Linked DNA regions of Sus scrofa: regions 2 and 3 are each linked to region 1. The links are chromatin contacts, called in public HiChIP or PLAC-seq maps. All regions are on one chromosome and are shown on one strand. The core of a region is the stretch at or near the end of the contact, and the rest is flanking DNA. Distances in the headings are between cores, read along the strand shown. Region 1 holds the start of EIF3M (eukaryotic translation initiation factor 3 subunit M). Region 2 holds the start of DEPDC7 (DEP domain-containing protein 7). Region 3 holds the start of TCP11L1 (T-complex protein 11-like protein 1).

What was found. HiChIP or PLAC-seq counts read pairs in DNA pulled down with a chosen protein or histone mark.
Region 2: an H3K27ac HiChIP or PLAC-seq map of alveolar macrophages shows a contact between it and region 1. The contact joins the promoter of DEPDC7 here to the promoter of EIF3M in region 1. A contact is called at or near these places in 1 of 5 promoter capture datasets (liver) and 1 of 2 datasets of contacts at active chromatin or transcription factors (alveolar macrophages).
Region 3: a contact with region 1 is called in an H3K27ac HiChIP or PLAC-seq map of alveolar macrophages. The contact joins the promoter of TCP11L1 here to the promoter of EIF3M in region 1. A contact is called at or near these places in 1 of 47 Hi-C or Micro-C datasets (heart right ventricle) and 1 of 2 datasets of contacts at active chromatin or transcription factors (alveolar macrophages).

What each region holds. Positions count from the first base shown.
Region 1 is chr2:28,280,346-28,284,546 of Sscrofa11.1, forward strand. EIF3M (eukaryotic translation initiation factor 3 subunit M) reads right to left here and starts at 2,467. Exons shown (of 11, transcript XM_005661051.3): 1 at 2,311-2,467. The coding sequence starts at 2,352.
Region 2 is chr2:27,926,239-27,930,163 of Sscrofa11.1, forward strand. DEPDC7 (DEP domain-containing protein 7) reads right to left here and starts at 2,621. Exons shown (of 9, transcript XM_021083209.1): 1 at 2,464-2,621. The coding sequence starts at 2,536.
Region 3 is chr2:27,901,309-27,905,669 of Sscrofa11.1, forward strand. TCP11L1 (T-complex protein 11-like protein 1) reads right to left here and starts at 1,858. Exons shown (of 10, transcript XM_021083207.1): 1 at 1,484-1,858.

The sequences.
Region 1 (4,201 bases), core at 1,217-3,716:
TCCTAGTCTGGGAACCTCCGTAGGCCGCAGGTTCGGCCCTAAAAAGACTTAAAAAAAAAAAAAAAAAAAAAAAAAAAAACCGAAATGATGACTTCGTGCTAATCTCCCCTACCTTATCCAGCATCACAGCCTCACAGGTTTTCCTAAAGAAGTGACCACACAGACACACTATGACCCACACTGACCACCTTCAGAATTCCTTTCATATCACCTATACATACTGCTGGACTTCCAGTATATAGTAAAAAATCTTTCTAATTTAATTCAAAGCTTTTCGCAGGGGGAGGGGGACTGATCTGAGTTGGTAAACAATTTGTTTTAAAGAAATGAAGTTTTATTGATCTCAGGTGTATATAACACAGCTTCTTTTCAAGCCACAGACACTACTATGGCAAGAGGGCAATCATTTGTGAATTAAATGTTTGAGAATCTGAGATAAGCATTTTGAAAGACACAAAAAGATGCCTTCGAATGTTGCCTTGCACAAAATATTTCTATCAAATTGCATCTACAACGTAATTAACCTTTTAAAAGCCTATTTGGATTAGAAAGCACTTTAGGACCTATAAAAACATAACCATAGTACCACATCCAAGCATCTAGATATTTTCTACTCTAATGCATATGTAACATTTAATAACTTTTGAGGACTTTTGGCAGCCAAACATGAATGCAGACAATACTTAAAATGAAGTGAAATGGAGACGTAGGGATATCATTAGTAAATTCAGAGGCATCACATTTTCTAAACCCACAAATATGTTTAGCTACCATAGCAGATTAAATCTATAGATCTGATGGTGCCATCCTTTCAGATAACACAGTACCTTCACATGATTTGGCAATATAAGCAAGATTTCATAAAACAAATATCACCATATCAGAGAGCACAAAAATAGCAGTGCATGCTGAAGAAAATACAATATGGTCTCCTCCGAAAGGCATTTGTTTGGTTTCTGCTTTGTGCACACAAAGCCAACTATGCAATCAATAGTTTATTGTTTTCATCTGTCACCCTTACTGTCTACAGGTGGTTGTGGAGTGGTAAAAGCAAAGGAAAGGATTTGCAACTCCACTTCACACCTGTAATCAGAAAATCCGACCAAAGTTAAAACTCCTGAAGCAGTCACGTATATACTAAAGGAATGGCCAATGTGAAACAAGAACAGTAGAAATGACACTTTAAAATATAATCAATGACAAGAACTTACTGCATCTAAAAACCCTTTCCTATGTTTAAAAACAAACAAAAAAAATAAGTACTTTTCAGTAACCTAATAACCATTTGTTGACAACAGATTCCATTCCTAATCAGGTATTTTTTTTTTCCCCTTGTCTTCCACATCTTCCTTTCTAATTGTGCTCAACTCCTTCCCTTTCTTGTTTTTCTTTCTTTTTCCTTTCTCCTTATTGTGCTCTTCAGGGCTGTGGGTCTGCGTTTCTACCAAAGGAGAAAACAAACAAAAACCCCACATCTGCAATTATAAAAGTTCCATTAGACTAGGAATGTTTTATTCTACAGGAACCAAAATTTCCGTGTTAGCGGAGTAAGAAAAAAAATACAAAATCACAACACTCAAGACCTCACAGAATATAGTTTTCAGTTCTGCAAAATTAGGGAAGATCTTTACAAGTTTAACTTTTGCTACGGAGAGAAACGAGAAGCATTAACCATAAACGCCAAAGAGCAAAACCCAAAAAGAAAATTTTTGAATATTAGCGCTGTTCACCAGGTGCATGCCTCAAAGTATGACGTTATGGTTTCCGGTTACAGAACTCTCACTCCTGCCCTTCAAATAAGGATATGAAACAGTCTACGTACAAAATAGGGGTCACCTGTGCCTCTGCGATCACATAACCATTTTGATTTTCAAATCGAAGTTATTTTTCCTTGTACTGCTAACGCCACCTAAAGATTCGCCACCTCCCACTCAGGGTGTGGCTATTAATTAGGGGACGGAAGCAGATACCCTTTGCAATGAGTCAAAAGTACTGCGTCGATAGAAGTTAACTCCAGGCTCTAAGAGTTCCGACACGAACTAGGAAGTTGGCCGTCGAGCTGCGGCTTACTCCTGGGCCCGCCGGCCCGCAAGCTTAGTGCAACTCCAAGCCAGAAACGCACGCCCCTGCCTCGCGGCCTCCCCAGTCTGGCGTGTGGAGGCCTTGAACGGCAGCTCTCGGCTCCCCGGCTGGCTCCGTAAGGCAGCTTCCCGCCGGCACAGCCCTGGCTCGCTCAGGACGTGGCCCCTCACACCGCTGAACACCACCCTTGGACCCCGCCCTGGCGTCAGCCGCGGCCCAGGGGCATACCTGATCTTCCTCGCTGATGTCGATGAACGCCGGGACGCTCATGGTGAAGACCGGGGCACCGCAAACGAGCACCTCCCAAACCACGCCGACCGGAAAAGAGAGCTGGGCTGCGCGGCGGCGCCTCCAACTGCTTCCGGGTCACCTTGCGCGAGTCTTGCGGGACAGGGGTAACCGGGTCGGGCGGAGCCACCGAGGCCAATCCCAGCGCGCGCTCTGGTTGGGGGCGGAGCGGGGCGGGGCGGAAGCGCCCTAAGCCGCCACTCCTGCGCCGCGTCTCGGCGCCTCTAGCTGCTGTGACTGTGTTCCCCCCTGTCCTATCTGTTACTGATCCGCTTGTCTCACTGAACTCACCTCGCACCTGAAGTTTTAAGCCAATTTTTTTTTAAGCTTATAATTTGACTCACTTTTAAGCCTTTAGCAGGCAGTACTCTCTGGCCAGGGAATAACAGCAATGTTCAAAGCTCCTTGACTTGCCTTTTACGATCCAGTGGGGTAAACAACACAGACAGCAAACAACACAGTAATTAGAAAAGGAGTCCTGAATGGCATCCTGTTTTACAGTAGGGACCCCCAGATTCGAATTCTTTGGAGTAGAATCCCTGCTGCACCACTTGATGGTTAACCGCTGCGTTTCGGCTTCCTCTTGAAAAAATAAGATCAAGTAATGTATAAAGCAATTAAAATACGGGGAACTCTGAATGTATTAACTGTTATGACATAGTTATGTAGCATGTTAAGCACAATTAAGATAAAAGTAAAGAACAAGGGTGGTGTATGAGCGTGTGTGCATGCCTTTTTAGACAGAGTGATCAAAGAAAGTGGCTCATGATATTGAGAACTGACCGAAATGAGGAAAGTACCAATGAAGAAATCTGCAGAAAAGCTTTTCCTGCAAAAGACAGCAAGGAAAGGATTTGAGGCAAGTGGCAAGGAGGCCTGTGGGCTGCATTTGAGTAAGAGAAGAGGAAAGGAAAAGGAGATGAGATAGGCATGGCCAGATCAAATTTTATAGGCCCTAATAAAGTTTATTTATTTATTTTGTCTTTTTAGGGCTGCACCCAAGACATATGGAGGTTCCCAAGCTAGAGGTCAATCGAAACTGTAGCTGCTGATCCACAGTGACAGCAATGCTGAATCCTTAACCCACTAAGCAAGGCCAGGGATTGAACCTGCGTCCTCATGGATGCTAATCAGATTTGTTTCCACTGAGTGTTTCCACTGAGCCACAACAGCAACTCCCCTAATAAGAGATTTAATTTTGACTTTTCTATGCCTGTAAAAGGTTTTGAGCAGAGGAGTGAGGAGGTCAAATTAACTTTTTTAGTAAAGGATCACTCTGACAGATGTGTTACAAAACATAAGTTGGGCAAGGGCCCAAGTAGAGAAACTAGTTAGAAAACTATTACAAAGATAAGAGCAAGAGAAGATGGTAGAATGGTAGTGAGAAATTAATTGAATTCTGGATAGTAAAACTGATAAGATTTACTACCAGATCAAATAAGGAATGTGAGAGAAAGAGGAACTCAAGGTGACTCCAAAGGTTTGGCCCAAGATCAAGCCAATCCCTTCTAACATCCTGGGGCAGACTATCTACTTACAGTAATTGCAAGCTACCTCTTATTTGAAAGTGCAGAAGAATAGCAAGGAGGCCTTGATATACACCTGAGATGGATATTGTTTAGAAAATTAGGGGAAGTTAAGTATAAGAATAAAAGATGGGAGGCATTTCCTGGTGGTTCAGCAGGTTAAGGATCTGGCATTGGCTTTCTCACTGCTGTGGCACAGGTTCAATCCCTGGCCTGGGAACTCCTGAGTGTCCTGAGTGCAGCCAAAAAAAAAAAAAAAAAAAAAAAAAAAAAAAAAAGTGGGAGATTCACCAGTAAGAAAGAGA
Region 2 (3,925 bases), core at 1,371-3,870, 350 kb before region 1:
CAAAAGAAGTTTTAAAATGTTACAGAATTGTTAAGACAAAGGAAAAAGACTATATTTATTGGACATTAACCAAAAAAACCTCATGAAAATAGATAAATGTAGAGAACTGTATTTGGGGTATTAAAACTAGGTAGCTGTGACTGAGCGGGGAAAAATTCCTAAGAGTAATACCAATATTGCAACATTTTCACTGTACATTGGTTTTAGTAGTCCAAGAGTTTGTTTTCATTTTACAAGGCATTAAAGTTGCCATGCTGAAGACTGACACTGCCTCTGAAAAGGAGGCTGCAGGTAAACTATGTAAAATAAATAAAAAACAATTTTAAAATATGTTAGAACTATCAACAAAATTAGGCATGGGTCGATACTTTATTTCATACAGATTAAAGAGAGAGCATATGGGAAGTACTTTGAGCTCCCTAGAAAAGTGATACCAGGTGAATTCAAAGAATTAGGTTACAGTCTAAAGGGATAACAGGATAACATACCACTTTTTTACCTGTCTATATAAAAAGGCAAATATCTTGCAAGTATTTACTAAAGGTTAGCTTATAGACTTTCTTTCTTCCATACAGATCAGCTCCCTGGTTGTTACAGCCCCTTTAAAATGTGGAAGAGTTACTAATAGGTAAAGAAACAAATATACAAAGCTGCTTGCCAGAGCACACAGAACGACAATGGCAAGGAACCAAAATCCAGCGGCTCCCATTACCGTGCTCACTAGGACTGTGACAAGGCAACTAAAGAGTGGAAAGGGGATTAACACAGGATAACAGGGAGGGTTCCAACAGCAGCAAGCAAAGCACATGAGAATAGGCAGTGAGGCCTTCTCTGCCCACTGCACCAAGTATGCAGAAGACTGTGGTCCTTTCCTTGGGTTCAAATTCCATAACCATCATTTTAACTCTTCCCTCTGAGAGTTATCTATTTAATTTTGAATACATGTTCCCTTGCACTAAGAATCTGTTCACAAATGACCAAAGTTCTGAATTGGTATTTCAAGTGTTAGAGAAGACAAGACTTTTTTATTTATTTATTTAGCGTTTTAGGGCCGCACCTGGGCATACGGAAAGTTCCCAGGCTAGGGGTCGAATGGGAGCTACAGCTGCTGGCCTACACCACAGCCACAGAAACGCTAGATCTGAACGTCATCCGAAATCTACACCACAGCTCACGGTAACACCAGATCCTTAACCCACTGAGCGGGGCCAGGGATTGAACTTGCGTCCTCATGGATACTAGTCAGATTCATTATTGCTGAGCCGCAATTGGAGCTTCAAGAGAGGACTTTTAATCATGTAAAACTTGGGAATTTCTTTCACTTAAAAAGTGAGCCTAAAGATTTCTCAAGACTGTTTCCAAGACTATTTGATTTTATATTCCTAAATGATGAATTATTTCTCTTCTCTCCTATAAAACAAGGAAAAATTCTGAATGTAGCCATCATGTGCTCATCTGAATCCTTTCAATTGGAGGATAAGGTCAATATTAAGATTGTTTTTAGAAAAGTACAAACAGAAAAGTGCTTCTCTATCACAATTTATTCTTAGCATTTTGAAGATTATGCACCCAATGTGACCTACGACAATCCACTGACCACTCTTACCTTGAGGAATGAGTCACAGTTTCACTGGTTTGTTTTTACAAATGAAAAGTTTTTGTCAGATGGGGAACTAATTCTTAAAGCACCCCACATTGCAGCTACAAAAAGGGGGAAAGTTCTAACTTCTCTAAAAGTAAACTAAAAAAGCCAAGTGTTATCTGGACGTCTTAACTCTATTAACTGAGATGTAGGATACGTTGGAATTAGAATTTTAGAACCGATCGTCCAATTCTGTTCCGTTGTTGGAACATTTAAAAAACCCCAAGATGTTAGCATACTAACATTCTAAGCAAACCGCCCCCCAACACATGATTAAGCTGGCAGAATTCACCAGCGTCTCTCTTAATAACATAAATCCTCTGAAAAAGAAAAGCAAAAACTTCTATTCATTGAAATACCGTTTATCCGGAAAGCACAAAAAATACCTGAAGCCAAGTTTCTGCCGGTACAATTTAATATAACAGAAACTTCTCCTCACTCCCAGGAAGAATCTGGGGAACAAAGTGGGCAAGAGAGGCATTTGGGCCATGGCTGTACTGAGGAGTCAAGGTCTGTGGCTGAGACAGAAGGCAAAGAGCTATACCACTGCAGATATACTTGTCACCAGTACTGCTGTGGAGCACGTCTGGTGACCGTCTGCCAGCCCAGTCCGCAGCGGGAGCACAGACTAGGACACGGTTAAGTTAAAGTTTGGGTAACTTAGAAAGCTGAGCAGCGAAGGCACTGGTCCGAGCGGCCGCAGCTGTGAGGAGCTCCCGGAGGCCGCCGCGGACCTGGCTGTACCCGGCGGAATTCCCGCCCGCGCGAGAACCGCAGCCTGGGTCCCAAGCCCGCCCCCGGACAGGGTCCCTGGCACCTACCGGGAGGCCTCCGCGCGGGGCTCTGGAGAGCCGAGAGGTTCAGAGCCGCCGCCTTCTCCCGCACCGTGGCCATGGCAGCAGCGGACCACACGCCACCACCTCAGACTGCCTCACCGCGAAGTGGGTGCCGGCGCTGCGGCCGCCAGTTAACTGGCCGGGGCAGGGGCGGGGCTTCCGGCAGGCACCGCCCCCTGAATCCTCCGCCCCCGGCGGGCCCGCGGGACCGCCAAGCTCCACCGGTCACGTGCAGGCCCGGCAGGCAGTAACCTGCTGCCCCGCGGGCAAGGGAAAGGTACGGCAGCTTTCCCCTTGAGTCCCGGCCTCGGGGTAGCCAGATGGGAAATATTTCTGCGAACACGACCCTGCGAGTCCGCGCCTGCCCCACGCGGCCAGCATTTCGTCGCGGTTGGCAGAGTCCAAGCGCAGGCAGGGATAAGCGCCCGGCAGCCTCAGACCAGCTGGGTGCAAAGCACATCCCATCCCACACTGGATTACCTCTGGGCCTCACTGTCCTCACCTGTGCGCGGGGGCAGTATTAGTACCCACTTAACGGATTTATTTATTTATTTTTTTAAACGAGGATTACACGACCTAACTCATGTTCGGCATTTTAGTAGTTGGGTCTGGAACCTAAGTGCTTAATATTATATCACACCCATTTCCACGCATCCCTTCCTGTAAAGAACGAATCTTTTATCTGGCCCAGAGGAGCAATGTCTAGAGGTCAGTCAGGAGGGCAGGGGCTGGCCTTGGGGCTGGCTGCCAAGGAAATCAGTGCTGCCTTCAAAGTAACTCTGGGTCTGGTGGCCAGGGACAGAACTAGGAGAGAAGGGGAGGAGGAGGGTAAAGGGATCCAATGCTGGGGTACCTCTGAAAAGATGAGTTGATATGAGACCAGTAATTCAATTCTCCCCCTCCCCTTTCTAACTTGCGGATTTCGCAATCATTTTAAACCTTTAGTGTACTGTATAATAAATTAGGAGGAGGAGGATGACCGACCGTAACGTTATAAATTAAATGGTTTTTAAATGGGAGTTCATTAGCTTATTGGAGGACGCTCCTACACGTGGTTAGAAGAATACATACGTGTGGTTATTTCAAAGAATCCATATCAAGAAGCTGCGACCTTAGGGACCCCGGTTTAACGGGTGAGACCTGAGCCATTGCTGCTCCTAAGATTTGGATTAGTATTTTTATGTGCTCCCTCCCCCTGGTGGTAGTAAAACCCAGCTTTGCCTCAGTTCAAGGAATTTCCTTTGTTAATTTCTCAGTTGGCTATTGCTCTCAAAGATACACTTTAGGACTGGTTTCTGGTATCCAGTAGACCAGTTAACTTTACCTTATGCTTTTAACCGAATCAACACACAAGTCCGTTCTCACTACTCAGGAGAAAAAAAGCTCATCTTATTTTTGAAACCAAATCTTGAGAAACGGTAATATTGACTTAAGCGACTATTTTGAT
Region 3 (4,361 bases), core at 608-3,107, 380 kb before region 1:
AAGTAACTCATTCTGCGCAGTAAGGAGGAAAAGTAGGATTTCCAGGTCTTTAACACTGTTTCGTAAACTAACCCTTTTAATATTCGGCTCAAGGCCTACCTCCTCCGACGTCGCCTCCCCAAGCTTACCAGTGCTTGCACCTTTCTCTAAACTGCTGTAGGGATGGTTACTCGACTTGACCTTCATCATTGCCTTAAATCCAATTCAAAACATGTTTATTTAAAGAGGAAGAGAACGATGAAAAAGCATGGTCTAAAGGGAGAGGCAGACATTCTTACAAGGAAATACAGTGAAACTTAAGCCTTAATGGCATTATGAATCACTTAGGGAATATAGCAGAGGAGGTAAATAATTCTGCCTGGAGGAAGTTGGGATAACCTTCCCAGAAAAGGTGTTACTTGAGCTTGCGTTTTTGCAAAGAGTAGGATTTCACCCAATTAAAAAGCGTCTAGAGGAAGAGAGGAGGTGAAAAGGGGGGAATTTCACTCAAAAGGCACAATCGAAGGCATACAAAAATGAGAACAAGCTGCAGGTGATGAAAACCTAGAGATGCATTGGGGTCAGACCGTAAAATTGCTAGTTCTTATTTTTAAAAAAAAGGTCTTCACCTAGAGTTTTAACTTCTTAAGGGCAAGACCAACCATACTGCTCCATACATATAAGTACCTCCCCCAAACAGATAACCACCAAATAGTTGTTGATAGCTGTGTCATCTCTCTAGAGTCAGTTTATACAGGAGGGATGGGCGTTGGTCTAAAACAAACCTGGGTTCCAATTCTGGCTCTTTACCTGCTGGGTAACTAAAGTTTCCTCATCTGTCAAGTACAGCTACCCACCTCTTGGGTTTGGGGCAAGTGTAAAGGACAGAGCGTGCATAACGACAGCTGGTACACAACAGGCTTCCTTCCCCACAGATGGTAACTCTAATTAGAGGACTATAGGATACAGCGAGGACCCATTTAATTGCGTACAGTGTGCTCATTCATTCAACATTCCCCAATTCCTGCTATGCCCCAAAAGGGAACCGGGGGGTGGGAGGATCCTCGAACTTGCCGTGAAGACCGTCTATCTGAGCCGCACGCCGAGCCCAAACTGGACACAAGAGACTCCCCAGCAGAAAGGGTCTTTCAGCGAAATAAAGGAGCTCTGTCCAGAGACTGCGCGAACCCCTTGCTCTAGCACCCAGTGCCACTCTCTCCCAGCGAGCAGATTCCGTGGTAAACAACTGTTTGGGCCGGCGAGGGAGTGGCCGAGCCGGGAGCAAGCGAAGGAAGCGGGACGCGCCTGGAGGACGGCCTCGAGGGGTGGGACAAAGGCCGCGCTGAGACTCAGCCCGCCCGCAGTCTGCGCCGCTTCCACGCCTCCACGCGACATCACCGGGTCCCGACCGACGGGAAAAAGCGAAGAAATGCCTATAATTTCGACCTCGTTCCTCCCGTGCGGGCTCCGCAGGGCTGCCAGCCTCCGCGCCTGCTTCCCTCACCTGCCACGGAGTCAGCGTCCTCCCTCCTGCCGCTGGGCCGAGAATCTGACGGGGGGCCGGCGCAGCGGCGGAGGCGGGGAGGATGCGCGGCGGGCAGGGCGGTTCAGCCTCTGCCCCTCCGAGGCCGCATCCCTCGCTGCCCTGCCAGCGGTCCTCCCCGCCCGGGTCGTGTGAGTAGCGGCCAGCGTGGCCGCTCCTCAGCGTCGGGTAGCGAGCTAGAGAGAGCTTTTAGCCGAGAGGCGCCCGCCCCACGTAGGGCGACGCCATGTTTCGGTACGGAAAGGCCGGAGGCGCGGCAGGGTGCCCGCTGAGGGGGCTCAGTGGGCGGTGACTCGGAACCGGGAGGCCCCCTTCCTCATAGGGAGGCGCCATATTGCCGTACGGAAAGGCGGCCGGAGCCGGCGGCCTGAGGGGTAGGTGGTGCCCAGCCAGTCAAAAAAGAAAGGAAAAAGGCCGCTTAGCTGCAACGCCTTCCTTCCCCGCCCTGGTTTTTAAATTTAAATATTACATCATATTTTGTAGCTGCGCACAGTTTGTCCGGTCCCCTCATTTTGGCTGTTAAGGTCACGCCCACCAGGTCTCACTTTAACGGTTAGACTTGGTTTGGATCATCTAAGTGACTCGAGTTGAAAGTGAGACTTTAACCGCGAAAAGATGGAAGGCCAGGGGCAAACACAGCTCATGAGAGTTCAGCTTGGTTTAGATAGTTCTGAAACACAGTGAGCAGTCAGCATTTTATGTGCCGTCTGCGTTCCAGAAAGGAAAAATACCCTGTCAAGATGAGCTCGTTCTGGAGGCTTCTTTCCCTTCGTCCCAGGTACCCGGGGCTGTGACTGTTGCAGCACTGGACAACTAGTTGCTGATCCAAGAGAACCATGCTTTCCTCAGCCTATAGCAGTAAGATAGCAAGCTAAATTAATAGAAATATTTTTAGGGCCTGATCTTAAAAAAGTAAAAGCTAGTGACTCTTAACTGTTCATTTGTAAAATGCTTTAAGACAGCATCAAATATGTTTGTCTTAAAATGAAGGTGATAATTGTCTCCTACCTGTAAACTATAAAACTTGTTAAATTTAAGTAACTAGAACAAAATAAGATGGAGTGAAATTAGTGCTGACAAACACTATTTCTATATAAATCACATGTGGGAAGTTGGCCTAAAGTATTGAAGGCTGAGAGCAATGCAACACCCTCAAACCTTTCAGTAGCAAGCACATCACACAGTTTTCCCTTAAGCACACACTCCGTTCTCTGATAAGGATTCACCTTTTGGGCGTGGGGTGGGGTGCTTAAGAAATTCAATTAACTGGAAATAAGATTTAGAAGAAAACATTCAATTCTCATTTCTGAATCCAGACCAGTATATCTTAGTCTCTAGATTAGTGATTCCAAACCCTGACTCCACCTTAAAATCTCCTGGGAAGCTGTGGTTCTTTACCATATGTAACTCTGGGCAGGGGGCCAGAGCTGGTGGGTGGTGATGGGCCAGGCAAGAATTTTGAAGCTTTCCAGGTGATTCTAAGAAGCATCCAGGGAGTTCCCGTCATGCTCACTAGCATCCATGAGGACTCAGGTTCGATCCTTAGCCTCACTCAGTGGGTTAAGGATCCAGAGTTGCCATGAGCTGCGGTGTAGATCACAGAGGTGGTTCAGATCTGGCATTGCTGTGGCTGTGGTGTAGGCAGCAGCTACAGCTTTGATTCGACCCCTAGCCTGGGAATTTCTATATGCCTTGCGCACAGTCCTAAAAAAACAAAAAAAGAAGTTTCCAGGCTAGAACAGTTTTCCTAGTGAGATCTACCTCTTACTGCCACACCCCTGGTGTCCCCTTGAAGGATTAATGTAAACAATTTTCACATGTGGAGGGGAAGCTGCAACACCGCCAAAACCACTGATTTGACTTGGAATGACTTCCTTATAATCTTTGGATATATTCTGAATAGTATAAATATTAACATTGACACATGTTCCAGTTTGCTTTTTGGCTGCAATAACTGGAAACTCAAATCACCTCAAGGTAAAGGGAGTTCGCTGCGAGGCTACCCGGGGTTTGGAAGAAGAAAGCTGGCCACTGCTCTAGAGATTGGTACTACTCTGTCATCTCCCCAGGACACACAGATCTCTCATCACATCTCTGTTTCTTCCTGCAGTCTGCCTCATTCCTCTCTCTACAATACAGACCAGCTTCTTCATTTTCTTAGTCATTATTCCTTCATAATTTAATTTTTCTATTTACAATTCGATTGGCCAAGCTGATTTTTGTGCCACAGTCTCATTTGCCAGCAGATAGCCTTTGGATCAGTACCTAGCCCTGGGCAACTCACCTAGAGATGTGGGGAGCTCACCATCACCTAGGCATCAGGTGTATAAGTGGGGGAGTATCCCCAGGAAGGTATCATGGATGAATGAATAAGGGCAAGTAGAAAATGATGATTGACAGTTCTAGTGATACAAGACAGTTGTTCAATAGAGAATGGACTTGAGATTGCCAAGGAGGAGGGATTTGGGGGAGGGATGGAGTGGGAGGCTGGGGTTGGCAGATGTAAGTTATTACATATAGAATGGACAAACAACAAGGTCCTACTCTATAGCAAAGGGAACTATTTTCAACATGCTATGATAAACCATAATGGAAAAGAATATTAAAAAGAATGTGTATAAATATATATATAACTGAATCACTGTTGTACAGCAGAAGTTAACACTGTAAATTAACTATACTTCAATTTTTAAAAACTATTTTTTTTTCCCAAAAAGAGAGTTGTCGGAGTTCCCATTGTGGCACAGTGGTTAACGAATCCGACTAGGAACCATAAGGTTGCGGGTTCGATCCCTGGCCTTGCTCAGTGGGATAAGGATCCGGCGTTGCTGTGAGCTGT